2 separate regions of the Rattus norvegicus genome follow, and region 2 is linked to region 1. Evidence: chromatin contacts called from public Hi-C data. All regions are on one chromosome and are shown on one strand. The core of a region is the stretch at or near the end of the contact, and the rest is flanking DNA. Distances in the headings are between cores, read along the strand shown. Region 1 has its middle 60 kb from the start of Pced1bl1. Region 2 has its middle 58 kb from the start of Spag16.

Region 1 (2,883 bases), core at 190-2,689:
CCAACACTCTAGATGTATCTAGAATCAACAGAACTGTCTCGCATAAAAGCTGTGGGGAAAGATTTTTTTTCTTGCTGAAAATATTTAAAACAATTACCCACGAGACAGATGACGTCTAGAAGTGATCCCGTGTTAGCGTGTTCTGAAACACTGATGCAGACTCTCTAAGTGAGGTTGGCAGAGCCTCTCGTATCTGACAGTACAATATGGACTCTCCAAGGGGAAGAAAGATGCCAATATTTTCAAATCCTTCAAAACAAATCGAAAACATGGAAAAGAGACAGATCTGGCCAAGTTAAGCTTTATTCCAAAAATATTTTTCCCCCTAGGAAACCCATCTGAATGCTGATTTAACAAGTCAAGTACAGCTGTTCCTGGGGGTGGGGATGGGGAAGTGGGGGAGGAAGAACAGTAGGAGTTAAATTTGGTGTTCATTAACACGAAGGGACATTTCTTGCCCCATTTAACTAATATCTTAGTTTGTACAGTGTAACAAACACTGTTTAGTTGTTAAAATCTATTATACCTGCTTTAAATTGCATCTTCATATAGCCAGAAGCTCAATAGTTGGTAAAATTCAATTTGAGTTGCCAGGGGTTGTTAATGGGTAGGACTTCTATTTATTCTCTTAATTGTTCTTTATCTAAATTATCACTGCGATGAAATCTTATGTTTACTACATTCCCACATAATCAGAAGGTCTAAATAATTTTCCTTGTAAGCATAATTATGTCCATAAAAAGGGCTCATAAAAATCTTTCAGGACAGGTTTCATAATTATTTGTGTATGGTTATTGCTATTATCGTCCTTGGTGTTTATGTCTACCTCATTTAATCTCAAAATAAATAATTCTACTTAAACTTTGACAACATTAACAAAAATATAAAAATAACAAGCCAAAATTTATCATTGCTAAGCATAGAGTAGCATCTTATGGTATGGGTCACTAATCGACCACCAGCTCCATGTTACCTTGCAAAAAAGCCTCCAGAAATTTTTAGAGCACAGCACTTCTGCCTGAACACATCTCGGCAGTTCATGTGTTATGCTTATGACATGACATCGAAATTTCATTCTTAAAATTAGTTATGGGGCTTATGCTATAATGGCTACAGTAAAATGCAAACAATGAATTCTTCAAGTGTGATTTTATTCGTATCCATAGTTTCCAGCAGAGGTCTCTAGAGAGCAAGCGAAGTTATGGAAATACGGGATATAGGTGCAGAAATTTAAATAGAAATTTTAACTCTACAGCTTGATGTGGGCTTTTCTTTTTCACCCACGCCCCTTTCTCTTTTGATGTCTCTGAGCCTTCATCAGATAAAAGGCTGTCTAAAAACCTGATCAGAATAGACACAAGAGAACAGGTTAATCCCAAGTGCACCGGTGTAATGTGTCACAAAACAGACAATGTAATTATCTCAGCAGCCTGTTTAACCAGCTAATTCGGCAGCTTTGCATACCAGAGGTGAGCTCATCTGTTCGCGATACTCTACTCCCAGCCAGGACTTTTTCACCCAGATCACTAGTTTTACAAAAGCTTGTAAAGAGCTGAAGGGTTGGGTGTTTCGTTAAATGTGGTTTAACAGCTTTACACAAGCTTTCATTTCTCAGGAAACAACAGACTAACAAAGAGAATGAATAAACTGCAGATCGGCATTGTACAGTCCTTCCCAAAACGTGAAGCCACCGATGAAAATATCCATGTGTTCACTGAAATAAGATAACTCTCTTTACAGGGAATCTCTGGAGAAATGTTCAACAAGTTAACAGGCGATGTGGGGAGTAAAGATTTCTGAACCTGGTGTCATTTTTTTAGCCATAAATTCTCTTGCTATCAAATACATTCTGCATGTGCATCTTGCTGATCTGGGGCTGAAGTTTGGTTCCTACTAGGTCTTTAGAACATTGAACCTATTATCCCTTCATCTTTATAATTTGAGTAGAACCCCATCAGATGTCTCCTGGGGGGGCCTTGAATTATATATCTGGGAAATATTGTCCAAAGAGGTAATAAATAGTGGCTCTGATATTACATGGTATCACACAAAATTATAGGCAAAGGCATATATATAGACATAAATATCTGTGCAAAGACACACACATATACGTGTGTGTATATCTATATACATATATCTGTTACAAATAAGTGCATTTCTATGAATGCAAATATCTACTAAGCCAAACACAGGAAACAGTAATAAAATAAATAGATAGACCAAATGACAGAAAGTTCTCCTGTCTGATGACTCCAATGGAGCCGATATTTGTGACACTGTACTATTTCACACAAAGTTCAATGGATGCACGAGAGTCAAATGCCTTAAACAATGTTAATGTCTGTGTTGAAGTGAAACGAACTCTAATTCTTAGTAAAACCTATTATTTCAGTGAGCCAGTGAGAGAAACAAGAAGGAACTACGTCTCAGGTGCGAAGTTTAATCCGTTAGATTGGGATTGCCTCTCAGGCTGATGGAGTGGCAGAGCTCCATCACCAGCAGCGCGTCTAGGAAGCAACAACGAGGAAGCGGGCTACCATGCTCTGGACTCAGTACACGGAATCTCAGGTCTTCCGTAGCAAGTTGGAAAGTCTGAAGTCTGCTTCCATTCTGATGCCTTCGACTCCAATCGTATCTGTCCTCTTCATCCTTCTGTGGCCCTGTTATACGTAACTAAGCTGTCGTCGAATTCCGGTTTCCTGCAAACTCCCCCTCCTTTCAATGCTCCACTAAGACTCCATGGCCTCAGGATTGTCCTGGGGTTCTGCTGAGCAAGGGCTGTAGCAGCGACCGCACCTTCTGCCCTTCCCCTGTGACTTTCGCAGCCGTGTTACCACGCTCTGCTTTCTCCAAGTCCCTTCTTCAACACTATCTCCCAGCAAA
Region 2 (2,883 bases), core at 235-2,734, 480 kb after region 1:
CATGGAGCTGGCAAAGCAGCTAAAGAGGTGAAACACTTGTCCTGCATGTCTGATGAAAGGAGAATTCTGACTTCACAAAGTTGAACACACACACACACACACACACACACACACACAGACACACACAGACACACACACACACACACACACACACCACATTGTAATCATAACATAAATAAAACCACAGATAATGCCTAATTTATTTTCTGTAAAATACATTTTTATCACAGACAAAAGTAATGGTTATTTTTTATGTCAATGAATGACTCTGAATAAACTTAATTCTAATTTTTTTTTTTACTTTTGGTTGAGACAGGGTTTCCCACTCTGTAGTCCAGGGTCCCTGCTCATCAGGATTCAAAATGTCTTGCCTCACACAAACTGAACCACAGTGCTTAATACAATTCTTCAATGCCTCCTTTAGCTTATGAAGCCCAGAGATAATGTGCTTGAAGATAACACATATTAGAATTTATTTTGAGAGGGCAAAGTTTTCAGAATTTGAGCAGATTAAACATTTTACTTGATTTGCATTTTAAAATAGGTAATTATTTTCAACTTTTGATTTGTATACAAATGCAGAAATCACTACTGAACTTTAATGAAGAGATACCACGAGTGCTTTTTATTTCCAGATGAAGAGTACAGAGAGCATAGGAGGGAAGGCTTATGCTCCAGGCCTTAAAACCATGCCGTTTAATGAATCCAAGGGTATTACTAATGTGCAGAACAAGAACTGGCTTATTTCCTCTCCCTCTGCCTTGTGCTCCCACACAGGAGAGGTCAAAGTGCCATCCCTTTGCAGGGCAGAATACCACAGGGCTCCAGGTCCTTATAAATTGAGTGTGTATTCTGTCAATATCAGCTCATCTGAGAAGGTCCTGAGAACAGAGCAGAGAGAAGCCTTTGAGCTAAGCCAGGTGCGTTAGAATTCCCCAAAACAAATGTGGTTGCCCTTGGTGCAACTGCACTACCCCCCTGTCCTCCAAGAGTTCCCACGTCAGACAGTTCCCCGTGGAGACCCTTCAACGACTTTCTGATACAAAAAGCTTATTATACAGTGTTTTTTCTATTATCATATACAACCCGAGGGGGTATGTATTTCTGGGGACCTGGTCTGTACATCAGGGAGTTTAAAGAAGCCAAGTATCTTCAAGGCGAGACTGGAAAATTGTTCCCATCAGCCCTGTTTAATCAGAATGTCCTCAGGATTAAGTCTATGGTAATAAAAATTTCTTTTGAACTTGTAAGATTTAAGTGAGATTTCTTCTTTGTGGCAGCTGGTGGCATCAATCTCATTGTGCGAACAGAAACTGATCTCCCAAGCTCTGGGACCACAGGTACTGTAGAAGGACCTGCCACAGCAGATCTGGAAGCTGCCTTCAGGCCACAAGTCTGGCCCCTGGGCTAGGACTCCACAAACACTGTGAATACGGCTGATTTAGGCGTGTGAACTTTGTCCAGACTTTCAAGCTGGGCTACGAATTCCAACTGGCTGGTCTCATGCACCCATCCCTCTCTGTCACACACTGCTTGGCTGCATACCTTACTGCTTGCTCTTCGGAAAGGGTGACTTCCCTGCATCACTGTCTGGTCATTGCAACCTGGAGATTTAGTTAAATGCTTCCCTTGGACTTCAACCACTCTGCAGGCTGCAGAAGTTTCCCAGACCACCGGTTCTGCCAGCACTCATATCCAAATCCTGATGAGATAGAATATGACAGTTTTCACGCAGTCACGCTTCCCCGCCCACCTGTTTACGTGCATCCTTCTGTGTGGTGGTGTTCCTTGCAAGACTGCCCTGTGCCGCCCGGTAGTAGGGCTGGTCTCTCCTCGCTCCAGTATGGAGCATCCCTCTTTCTACCTCAGCATCTATCAAACCCCAAACTCGGAAGTGCTGTTCTCACTTTCTCTGGGATCATCTTCTGTAAGCCAGGGCTTTTCCACCCGGGGAATCTGAGTAAGTCTGCTTTATTCGTCTTGGTGGCTGCTTTGTCTCAGTTTCAAGACCAACCTTTTCCGGGTTGTTTCCTGGAGCCGAAAGTCTTAAACTCGTTTTAATTCAGGGTGCAAGTTACTGACGGGTTGGGAGCCAGTTATAGATCAGTAAGTGGATTAGGTCTCCTGTCTGCGTTTTTGTTTTTTGGAAATGGGAGTGTTAGTTTTAGTCTAAAGAAGTTGGCATCTAAGTGGATTCTCATAGGCCATGACTGAGAATTTGTTCTTAGTAGTAGAAAAAAATAACTGGTAGGAAACAAAAACCACGAGACGCTTGGCCTTTCCACTGTCGTGCAGAACAGAAGCATTCCCACGGCAGATGATGTCATGGAGCAGAAATGCAAACAGAAATGAGAGAAGAAAGAGGCAGAGCTCGTAGCTCACCTCTTCTATAACCCGAGTAGGCTTAGGACAGGGTCCTGAAAGGACACACTCAAAATAAATTTTTATTATTAATAGCCCTGCATTCCTGAGTAATGCTTTTGCCCAAGGTTAGGGACATTAGGGGAAAATCAAAGAAATAGCTGACTTTAGAGATTCCTGAGGAGGAAAGGCCTGGTCTGGAATGATAAAAAGATTTATGACTCCTAGGACATCCAAGTAGCTAGCCTCCTCAGGCAGCAAGCAAGAGGTGGGGCAGCTGGATGCCAGGAGTGCTCCTGTGTGACACCTGGATACCCGCACCTTTTCTAGTCAGAAAAAACAAATCACCTTTTCTTATGCTGTTAATATCGTCACGTAACTGACAAAGAGGATCGGGAGAAAATGCTTGGCCGCTGCTTTGTGGTTTATGCGGCTTCATTTCCTGGGGTCAGTACCTAAAGTGGGTAACACAGCAAGCATATATCGAAAGGATATCCCAGGTCAGTTGCCAGTTTTCCAATC

Evidence for each region. A called contact is a pair of places that touch in the nucleus more often than the background predicts.
Region 2: a contact with region 1 is called in a Hi-C map of the A7r5 cell line, with 3 times the contacts expected there. The contact joins two enhancer-like sites. A contact is called at or near these places in 1 of 12 Hi-C or Micro-C datasets (the A7r5 cell line) and 1 of 1 datasets of contacts at active chromatin or transcription factors (oligodendrocytes).

Annotation. Positions count from the first base shown.
Region 1 is chr9:78,247,837-78,250,719 of GRCr8, forward strand. No RefSeq gene overlaps it. Among named protein-coding and RNA genes, the nearest start is that of Pced1bl1, 60 kb to the right of the region's middle. Within about 2 kb of position 1,440, at least 2 of the 93 cell types and tissues checked have an H3K27ac peak or open chromatin away from gene starts, as enhancers often do. A contact at or near this core is called in the A7r5 cell line, where this site is marked.
Region 2 is chr9:78,723,642-78,726,524 of GRCr8, forward strand. No RefSeq gene overlaps it. Among named protein-coding and RNA genes, the nearest start is that of Spag16, 58 kb to the right of the region's middle. Within about 2 kb of position 1,485, at least 1 of the 93 cell types and tissues checked has an H3K27ac peak or open chromatin away from gene starts, as enhancers often do. A contact at or near this core is called in the A7r5 cell line, where this site is marked.